Linked DNA regions of Mus musculus: region 2 is linked to region 1. The links are chromatin contacts, called in public HiChIP or PLAC-seq maps. All regions are on one chromosome and are shown on one strand. Each heading gives the region's core, a stretch centred on a gene start, on an enhancer-like site or on the middle of the called end of the contact. The rest is flanking DNA. Distances are from core to core; before and after follow the strand shown. Region 1 holds the start of Cxcl5 (chemokine (C-X-C motif) ligand 5). Region 2 holds the start of Ereg (epiregulin).

Evidence for each region. HiChIP or PLAC-seq counts read pairs in DNA pulled down with a chosen protein or histone mark.
Region 2: a CTCF HiChIP or PLAC-seq map of the NIH/3T3 cell line shows a contact between it and region 1, with 6 read pairs. The contact joins the promoter of Ereg here to the promoter of Cxcl5 in region 1. A contact is called at or near these places in 1 of 15 datasets of contacts at CTCF or cohesin (the NIH/3T3 cell line) and 1 of 115 datasets of contacts at active chromatin or transcription factors (pancreatic cancer cells).

What each region holds. Positions count from the first base shown.
Region 1 is chr5:90,755,283-90,760,588 of GRCm38.p6, reverse strand. Cxcl5 (chemokine (C-X-C motif) ligand 5) reads right to left here and starts at 1,291. Exons shown (of 4, transcript NM_009141.3): 1 at 1,029-1,291; 2 at 765-900; 3 at 539-622; 4 at 1-136. The coding sequence starts at 1,146. The coding sequence ends at 76.
Region 2 is chr5:91,072,874-91,078,169 of GRCm38.p6, reverse strand. Ereg (epiregulin) reads right to left here and starts at 3,553. Exons shown (of 5, transcript NM_007950.2): 1 at 3,365-3,553. The coding sequence starts at 3,410. Gm19610 (a long non-coding RNA gene) reads left to right here and starts at 3,235. Exons shown (of 3, transcript XR_001784889.2): 1 at 3,235-3,496; 2 at 4,792-4,988.

The sequences.
Region 1 (5,306 bases), core at 42-2,541:
AAAGAAAATCCGTGGGTGGAGAGAATCAGCCCTTTCTTCTTATCTTCACTGGGGTCAGAGTCCTCAGAAATCTTTCTATTGAACACTGGCCGTTCTTTCCACTGCGAGTGCATTCCGCTTAGCTTTCTTTTTGTCACTGTTGAGAAAAGACTTATATCAGTAACTAAAATTCTTCAGTTTATCCTAACACACACACACACACACACACACACAGAGAGAGAGAGAGAGAGAGAGAGAGAGAGAGAGAGAGAGAGAGAGAGAGAGAGAGACAGAGAGACAGAGAGAGAGAGAGACAGAGAGAGACAGAGAGAGAGAGAGAGACAGAGAGAGAGACAGAGAGAGAGACAGAGAGAGAGAGAGAGAGACAGAGAGAGAGAGAGAGAGAGATGAGTTTTGGGTTATTGCAACATCCCAGAATAACAACTTTCCCTTCTGAATCCTTTTATTCTAAGCTCAGTTTCGAATGTGGGATGGGAGCCTCAACTCATACAGGGAGAATAAGGACCTTGCCCGCTGCAGAGACTAAGATAGCAAGTACCTGCCCAATATTTTCTGAATGATTTTCTTTATCACAGGAGCTTCTGGATCCAGACAGACCTCCTTCTGGTTTTTCAGTTTAGCTCTGCGGAGGAGGAAAAAAAGAGGATGCACAGGTGAGCCCGGGTGACTGAAGAATCCGGGATAAGGGATGTGGGTAGGGCAGGGGGTGTCCTGGACTTCCATCTCCCAAGATCACCTGCACCCAGAACACAGTCAGAACTCACATGACTTCCACCGTAGGGCACTGTGGACCTGCAGGGATCACCTCCAAATTAGCGATCAATTTGGGATTAATTTTTGGAGTTACGGTTAAGCAAACACAACGCAGCTCCGTTGCGGCTATGACTGAGGAAGGGGCAGCTGTGGAAGAGACAAGATTATAGGAGGATGCTGGAAGAGCCCCTTTCCCCGCTCCTGGGACCCGCTGACTGCGATGGCCCGCCCGGATGGGTCAGGCACCCTGCGCCACGCAGGTGCTGCGCCCTCACCTTCAGCTAGATGCTGCGGCAGCGTGAACAGCAACAGAAATGCCAGCGGCGCCATCCGCATGAATGGCGAGATGGAACCGCTGGGGATGCGGGCGGAGCTGCGGAGCTGGAGGCTCATTGTGGACAAGATCCCGGACCAGGGAGCACCAGCTCGGGATATGCTGGAGGAGGTGTGGAGATTGGGGCTCTACAGAGCACTATGGTGTTCTCAAACCCACTGCACCCCTTTTATCTGTTCTCTCTCTTCCTTCAGGCAGGAAACTGGAGCTTGAAGATGCTGGGGAAATTCCCTGGACTTGGAGTTAGGAGGTGGGGGGCTCAGAGGGGCTGGGCAATGGGATTGGGGCGGGAGGATGGCTAGGAGGAGTGGCTCTTTGCCAAATCGGAGGAGAATGCTTGTAGTCCTGCCCCGGGAACAGAAGGCTGCTGCTCTGGGTCAGACTCCTTTAGAGGACCTTTCCCTCTCCTAGGTCAGGGCTAGTTAAGGCAGGACAGAGCTCTGAGGATGCCCTTCTTTTCCTTGTAGGAAGACTGGAGCCAAAGGAAGGAGTTTTGACTTTAGAAAACCTTCCACAGGTCTTTAACTGTTATTACTACAAACACTATTGCTGACACCTGGGAGATGGCTCAACCTTTAAGAGAACTGGTTGCTGTGGCAGAGGTCCAGGGTTTGGCTCCCCACCCACCCACCCATGCAGGACCACATTGCCACATTGCTGCTCACAAGCTTCTCTAGCCCCAGGTCTAGGGAACCCCACGTCCGTCGTCTTTTGGCTTCCTTGGGGCAGATGCATCTACTTGGTACACAGACAGATAAGCAGACATACACATGCTCATAAACAAAAATACATTTGAAATGTGTGTTTTTAAAACGAAGACTGTTTTTATTCAGGAAATGTAATCCCGGACTTGAAAAGATAAATAAATAGAAAGAAAGAAAGAAAGAAAGAAAGAAAGAAAGAAAGAAAGAAAGAAAGAAAGAAAGAAAGAAACCTTGCCCTCTCCTTGTGTGTGGATTACTTATTGATTCTTTGGGATTCTGCCAGCTTTGAAAGCCAAGAAACTATGAAAGTGTTTTGACTTCCACTTAAACCAGCTGCATGAATGGCCTTCAAAATAAAAGCTGCTTACTGGAAGCCCTGCTATTGTAATTGTTTGGCTTAATGAACAACTTCACAGATGACTCAGCAAATTGCTTTGGGAGGAAGATAAAATCTTTGCACCCTTTGCCATTCAGTTAGGAGCAGTCTGTCCTGTGCTTGGAGCCGGAGGCAACACCAGGGGCTTCTTGCTGTGCTTTCTAATGTGGCTCCCCTGCCAGATAGGGATTTGACAGTGGGTAGAAGCTAAAGGAGGTTGGTGCAGCTGAGGGACTCATCCGTGGGACTTATCTGCGAGTTTGGTGCAAGGGTTTGATTCAGTTTGCCAGCAAGATAGCATCCGTTCTGACTCCCTCCAAGCAACTTCTTGGAGTTCAGAGGAGGGATGCTTTCCCCAGGGGCTTGGCGGGGGTTGGGGGTGGGGACCCTGGAGGGGCCACCTGGTGATGAAAGATGAGATGACTTCCTGTAACTAAAGGCCTTCATACCAAGGCAGTCGGTTATAACATTAAGTGGTGCCCTGGCTTTCTTTATAGAGATTTAACAGATCTCCTCTCTGGATGGTTCTCAAAACCTCTGGCCATGTAGTAGGCCGGCAGAGGAAGTCTGTAAACATGACAGCCTTACACATATAGTCCTGGAAAGAAACTGTTTTTTCTTGTCCCCTGTAACCATGGGAACCGCCATCCACCCCACTCGTCTGTTTTCGGAATAAGAACACCTCCATTGCTGAGCAGGAAATGGTGGTAGACTTTCGAACTTACATTCTGGAAGGAAACTTAGTCTAGTTGAAGGAAGTTGGGAGGTTTGGTGATCGCATTGTGAGAAGCTAATGGGAAGTTGTGAGTCCACCATCAGCATCACACTTGACTCAACAAATGCAATCCTTCATCCTTCTGGGGAGTGGTAATCTGTAACAAGCAGCAGGTAGAACACACACACACACGCACGCACGCACGCACGCACGCACGCACGCACGCATGCATGCACGCATCCCAGGTTAGTTCCAAATGGGGTATTTTAAATATAACAGCATACAAATTAGTTTTGGCAAGAAGCAACAAGACTGGGTAGAGGCTACCAAATGAGAGCATCAGCTCCCCCTAACACTATTTCAGGTATGCATCTCTCATGGGGGTTGTTCCCTGTATCCATTTGTCATGCATTACGTACAGAACAGAGAAAGCGAAAGAAAAGGCGTCTGCGGCTGGCACTCTGGTAATAGAAAGCCCACTCTATAAGTAAACTGTTGTGTTGCCACACCTAATCAGGAAGCAGTATGCAACCTAAGCTGGCCTTGCATTGAAATTGTTCTGGTCCACTGGAATGCCTGGCTCCTATGTTGGCATCTTTGACATTGACTTATGTAAGGACCGGTAAGGATGCAGGTGGTAAAAGAATTTTTGAGTTTGAGAATGATGGTATTAACACTCAGTGGGTACAAAGTATTTAAAATAATTACTTTTATGTTGCCAGTTTAAAGTGAAGTCAGTTGTCTTAACCCCACTGCATCCAAGTAGTAGAAGAAAGTTTTTTTTGACTATTCCCAACAATAATAAAGCAATTAATAAACCTACTGTCAGCCTTATAGCCCTAAATGTTTTCTATTATAATATTTTAATTTAATGCCACAGTTATTTAATATGAATGAAAACACTTGAAATGGATTGCAGCATCAAACCACATTCATTCCTCACGCTGATTCTTTGAAACAAATGAGAGAAACTTTCTTCACTCTTAATTAGTTACAGAAATCAAGGCCAGTAAAAAAAAAATCAAATGCAGAATTGGGAGTTGAGCGGCTTAGCCAATCTGTTACCAGAATGCTTTAATAGTTTCCAGGTTCCAAACTACATTTTTTAAAAATAGTTGTTGGCACTCATTCCCCAGGGCTCTCCATAGTCTGGCTAACCACTGCCTTGCACTGCCGAATGGCACATTTCAAACCGTTGGATTCCTCAGTCTGTCTATTGTGTGTTGTTGAAGGGCTCAATAATATCAAGGTCCTGAAGACTTCAGAGTAACCTCAAACATTCCCCCCTTTAAAGTCAACCAAAAACACTTTGTTGACAAAGCCATCTGAACATCTATCTCCCTTTCATCTGTGGTCTTTGAGCATCTGCTATTCTGACTACAACTGCTTTGTGAAACAGTTTATAAGGCCCCATTAACGCAGCCTCTGCCTTCCCGGAGTCCGCTGTGTATTCTACAATCGAGATTAAGGCTTTGCATTCCTCTAATAACCTGTTGTGTTTCAAGTTCATTACTGACTGGTCTTTGAGGATCTGATGTGGAACGAGGGTCGAGTTTTCCTTTATAGTGTTCTGAACTCTCACAGTAGACCTAAAAATTAGAGAGAAAAGGACAGGTCAGCCGTGTGTCCTTAATCCGTCCCTCTACTTTTAGAACTCTGCTACTTTTGTTTGGCTTACTGTCGTGTTGGCAATTATTTATTTCTTATTCTCAAAGGAAATTCAAATGATAATTTTCACTCTTTATATTCTGCACTATTCAGCCCTGACTGCTGAGAAGCCAGGAAAAAAAAAACAAACTTGATATTAAAGAAACAAAAGTTATATTGACCATGTTACCTATTTTCTGTGACCTTAAAGTTGCTGGAGAAAAACAGTGTGATGAAAATTGGATTAAGTTATCCTGCGCTGATTGTCAGCAGTGTGACAGAGCTACTCTAAAAGGCGCCCACTCTCCCAGCAATCAGTGTGACCTTGAAGCTTGTGACTGAAGATATGGTATGGGCCCCTTTAAAGGATTTTGCTAAATTTCCATTTTCCCTTCTATTCACTAATCTTTATGTGGTGTTTAAGAAATACTATACTGGTGCAGTAACTAAGGATGCTGATATATCAGTATGAGGAAGAAAGTAAGCAGCTGTGGAGAGGTCTCTTCCTCGTATGCAGAGTGAAAAAAGCCAGTGACTCTTGAGTTAGCTTTGCAATGACAATAAACCTGTGTCCTCCTCCCTCTATACTGGGTTTGACCACCCAGTGAAGAAGCAGTCACTTTGGGGAAATAGGTTTGCTTCATATTATCTTCACCATTAGGTTACATGTCAAAAATATTTTCCTCCTCCCCCTCCCCTTGACCTCCTGCTCCTCCCCCTCCTGCTCCTCCTGCTTCTTTTGTCCATTATCCATTATTTCCTTACCATCCATTTCTG
Region 2 (5,296 bases), core at 2,304-4,803, 320 kb before region 1:
AAGAAAGGACGCCTACCTTTTGCCTCTCTACAGAGAATAGAAGATTCATAAAACTGGGCAGGAAAATTAACAATTACATAAAGACACAAGGAACAGAAACGTAAGATACTTTCTTCCTGACTACCTTACTTGGTATATATTTTGTAAAGTAAGAGAAATAAGAGGTTCTGCGAGCTTCAATGACTACTTCATAATGAAGCTCATGTCTAAGATCTATATGAATAAAATTAAATCTTCTAGGTCAAAATCATAAATTATAAACATGTGATACGAAAGCTGTTGACACAAGCTTGTGTGTACATACACATCGTACACACATACATACATGTGTGCATGCATACATACATGCATACATACTATAAATATTATATTAAAAGTCAACTATTTTAGCCCAGGTTGAAAGGATAGATAAGTGTTTTTTTCCTCTGACTGGTTTGGCCCCAGAAGTGAACCCACATTGAAGTAGGTTCCATTTCCAGGACAGTCCTAGTTAACTCTGGAGTTTCTCTATTAGAACCTGTTCCTTTGACTTCCTTTTGCCTTTGAACCCAATGACTACTAACACCTGCTAAAGAGTGGCCTTGAACTTTGTGTTTTGGCCCCAGTCTCCTAGTCTTTATATGGTATTTGATATTGCTGAGTCTTAGTGTCTGCATTGACCATTATATCTGGCTTTATTCAGTGATTATTCAAGGATAAAATGGGGTGATGGGGTTTAAGATGCTTAACACAAAACGTGGCCAGCCCACAGCAGGCGTTTGGTAATAGATGCTTCTTGTCTTGCCTCCTGGATTTGGATTCCAGTGCCGAACCAGACATCCCAATTATCTAAGCTGCTCAAGTATCGAGACAATGCAAAAGGCACCTGGGGTATGGGTCAAAATCCAGACAGGAGAGTCCCTTCAGCATGCCTTCTTCCCAGGTGTGTCATCTCAGGTTATGCCAACAGTCTGGTAGATCATCCCAGGGTCAATAGAAGACAACCCCGCTGTCTCACTGAGATTCTGCTTCTCTTAGTTTTGAGAAAGATTATTTACTCTGCTTTATTCTTTCACCATGTAGTGAAGCCACACCAAATTGGCTGTGGAGATGCCACTCATGAATATCCTCAAAACCCCATTTGAACAGGAATGAGAATTTCTGACCTCAGCTCAGGCCTCACTACACATAGCTGCCAACTGCAGAGCTCAAAATTAAAAAAAAAAGTCTCACCCTCTCTCTGATCTCACAAGATCAGAAGAGACAAGACAGCTGTACACTTACTGATTATTCAGAAAACCATTCATAGCTGAGCTATGTCCACCCTTTTACTTTTAATGCTCATTTAACTAAAAATGCTAGTCAACTTAGACCTGGCCTCTCCCAACTTATCATGTTTTGTCTGGGAACGTGGGCTGGTTTTCTTGTACACAAAACAAGAGCATGGATCTCAAACTTTTGCAAATATAATAGTAGTGAAATGGCTGTATGTAGTAGCTACTTGAAACTGCATACGTTAGGGATGGGAAATCTCTCATAATCATAAATGCACAGGCATTCCACAAAAGCAATAAAAGTATGCGTAAGTCTAAAATATCACTTTCCTTAGAGGGACAAAGTGTGATTTCTAGGCAATCTTTTCTTTAAGGAGGAGTACAAATTCCAATATCAAGTGGCTTTCTTTCTTTCTTTTTTTTCTTTCTTCCTTTCTTCCTTCCTTCCTTTCTTTCTTTCTTTCTTTCTTTCTTTCTTTCTTTCTTTCTTTCTTTCTTTCTTTCTTTCTTTCTTTCTTTCTCCTTCTCTATGCTTTGTACTGAAACAATAAGACCTGCCTACATACCAGGCTATAAAGGTACAATGTAGAACTCCAAACAGGAACTTTTCTAGTGACAAGAAGTATCTCAACAGACTGGGAGAACAGAAACTGACCTAGCTCATTTGGAACCGGGCTTGGCGCCTGATGAAACAGGTGAACTGTAATTAAGGACTGCAATAAAGGAGTTAAGCACTTTCATGACAACAAAAACACACACAGCACACCCCGCACTAGGCGGCTAGCAACCCCATTATTCACAGACTCTTGCTATCCCACATTAGCATATCCACTGAGATGCACAGAATAGACAGTTGCATTGTCTGGATACACCTTGTAAGTGGAAAAACAAAGTCACTCCACCACTGTGACCTTTAGGTTCATGCCTAACTTGAGGAAGACTGTCACCGATTGGAGTTTATCCTTTTCAGAGACCTTAAACTAAACACAGTGAAGCCACGTTGCTTAAAATTGCTCTTCTAGCAAGGCATTCTTAGCTCATTTTTGACAGAAACCACAGATCCAGTTTCCACTTGGGTTCTTGCCCTTAAACGTGTAATCTCTAAGTATGCATAGTATGTACTTCATTAGGGTTCCCAACCCCTGTAAGGCGTGTCAAAATAATAATTTAACTGTCGCATCCTGCACAGGAAGCGTCTCAGGGAAATTTGTCTCATTGCAAGTTCAAGAAGAATGTGGGATTGATAACTTTTATTTCCTTATTAAAACGTTCATCTATTGGGAAAGTTTATATATAACTCTTAAATCATCTGGCACTTAAGAAATTAGGGACAATTGGTTAAACAAAATAAAGCAGAGAGAGAGAGAGAGAGAGAGAGAGAGAGAGAGAGAGAGAGAGAGAGAGAGAGAGAGAGAGAGAGAGAGAGAGAAACTTTGCAAATAATGGGATTCCCACATTTGTGCCCCTGCCCACAGAGCTAACTCATTTCAAACAAGAAAACTACCCATAAAACAAACAAAAACCTCTCTAAACTACCCATCTTTAAGCCTGGGAGGCAGGGGCTGCTGGGGAAAGCAGCAGGTGAGAAGTCTGTTGGCAGTTGCTTCCTGGACCTGACCAGGTAGCCTTGGCCCCAGCAGCCCTGCTGGAGCAGGCACATCCCAGAGCCCCCTGGTTGTAAACTGGTCCTTTGCACAAAGGTCTCTAGCAGGCTGAAGCAATCTCTTCCTGCACCACCCTAAGAAAGTAAATCATTATCTATCAGAGATACTGTCCATACCTTTGGGGTTCTAGAACTGCTCAATTTTCAAAAGAAAGTGGGGGCGGGGAGGGGGGGAGAAAACCTTTAAAACTTTTAAAAAGTTTTTTTCAGTAAAATTGATATTAATTCATGCATAACATAAACTAGTCATGAATTTATCGACAAAAAGCAACGTCAACCGACCAAGTCGCACCATCCCGCACTTCCCCAGCCCCGCCAGTGAGAAAGACAGACTCACAGAAGACATCCTCTTAGACTGAGCGCACTTTAACAACTCCATACTTGTCCTATGACAAATGCACCGCGCCTTCCTCCCCCTCTTCTCCTCTTGGGGGCGTCGAGGGCTTACCTAGACAAAGCAGCGTCAAGACCCAAGAGGCAGGGAGCGTCTCCATCCTTCTTTCTCGGTGCAGCTTGCGGAGTGCGCGGCGGCCAGCGGGAGCAAGGTGCCTGTGGCTGAGTTGGAACCGAGCTGATCCAGGTACCAGAGCCCACCAAGTCGCTGTGACTCTGAGCAGCCAGGCAAGTGAGCTGAGCTACTCGGCGCAGCGCAGCGACCTTTATAAGTCTGGGGAGGTGCCTAGGCACGCGAGGACTTACTAGCGGGTTGTCCAGGGTTTCCTAATGCCACCCCCCGGGGGGAGGAGTGGTGGCCAGCGGAGGACTGGCCAGATGTCATCCTCCCTCTCAGGAACACCTGAGAGGAGGGTTTCAGGAATGAATGTCCTTCTAGTGTGGCTACTCCCCAAACTTTTCCATCCTCCTTGTCTTCGGACTCAAGCCCCGAGGAGGTGGGGAGCTTGGACCAGATGGGTTGGTTTGCTCTATGGGGTCATCTGCCGGGTAGTGGGTGGCTTTAGTTGCTGTGGGTGACTGTTGTAGTCAGGGCTGTGTTTCCAGCGCATACTTTTGGAGAGTTGAGTTGCCAACTCAGGCCGGAATAACTCCCTGTTTGGGAACATACTTGAAGCATGTCACTGGCTCCAGAGCTCTCTGCTCCTATTCAAATGCCCGGAAATGCCTTTCACCCTCACGCCTTCCTTCTCAGCCCCTCAGCTTCCAATGTGATTCAGACATTTATCACCTCAAAGTCTAGTAATTATGAAGAAAGCCCTATATTGTTTGTCCGTTCTGTCCTATTTGCTATCTATTGGCAAATTTTTTGAGTTAACAACTCCAAACACTGCCTTAATCCAGCACTCCTTGCTACAACAACTTTCCAGTTCTCTGTGCCTGTCTCAAATGCAAACTTGAATCGGTCCTTATCTGAGCTCGCACTAGTTTGTCAGACAAATTGGCTCACCACCTCACCATTTCTGCTTCTTCGCAGTTTCCTCCCATTGCTGATGGAGTCATACTTGGGGGAAAGGCTGCCTTTTATGAGGAACTAGGCGAATTAGTCTATTTAGCGTGGCTCTCGAGGCCCGGGATGTGTGAGTTCACAGGGATCTTGTCTGGTTTGAGATACCTTTTCCCTTGATTCATAGAATCTAGATTAGGCCCTGCGCTTCTGGTTAAATGACTGTGTATGCTTTGGTTTTTATTTATAAGTCTGGTTTTCATATCTCTACAGACATAGGGGTTTTTCCTCCCTCTGGGTTTTAGTTACATTCCTCTGGAGAGATTAGGAATAGTCAATTTAACACACAAAGAGATTGGGATGGAAAATGGAATCTGAATGATTTTTGCCTAGTACATTTGTTGATTTTCTAGCTCAAAATTAGAAAATGGATTGTTTATAAATTCTTTTTTTCCTGTTATTTTCTCTCCCTTAAGTCAAGGTCTTTGAGTGTCCGCACATTTTGTTGTTGGAAAGCAATACTGCATTCTTTTCGTGGTGAAGACTTAAACATTTGAATGGAAATCCTTGAAAAGCCTGCTCAGTCTTTCTACCCCGGCTCATGATGAAGGAGGCTTAAGACTAGTTAACTATTGGAGAAGATAAGGGGCGTGTTAAGCACAGTGCCTAGAAGGTCAGTGCTCCCTGAAAGTTCCCACTCTTACCTGCAAATGCCCACTCCTAAGGGGTACTTGGTAGTTAATCAATATTTACAAGTCCAGGGAAATCCAGGAACAATAGATTACAGGTAGGCAAGCTTTCTCTGTTGACTCCAATTTGTTGAAAGGGCAGATGGTAAGGAGCTTCACAGTGATTTTTTACGTGTGTGTGTGTGTGTGTGTGTGTGTGTGTCTGTCTGTCTGTCTGTCTGTCTGTGTATCAATGGCTAGAGCTGAGTAATATAACATTGGTAATGGGTTGTAGCTTTGTGGGTCACTTATA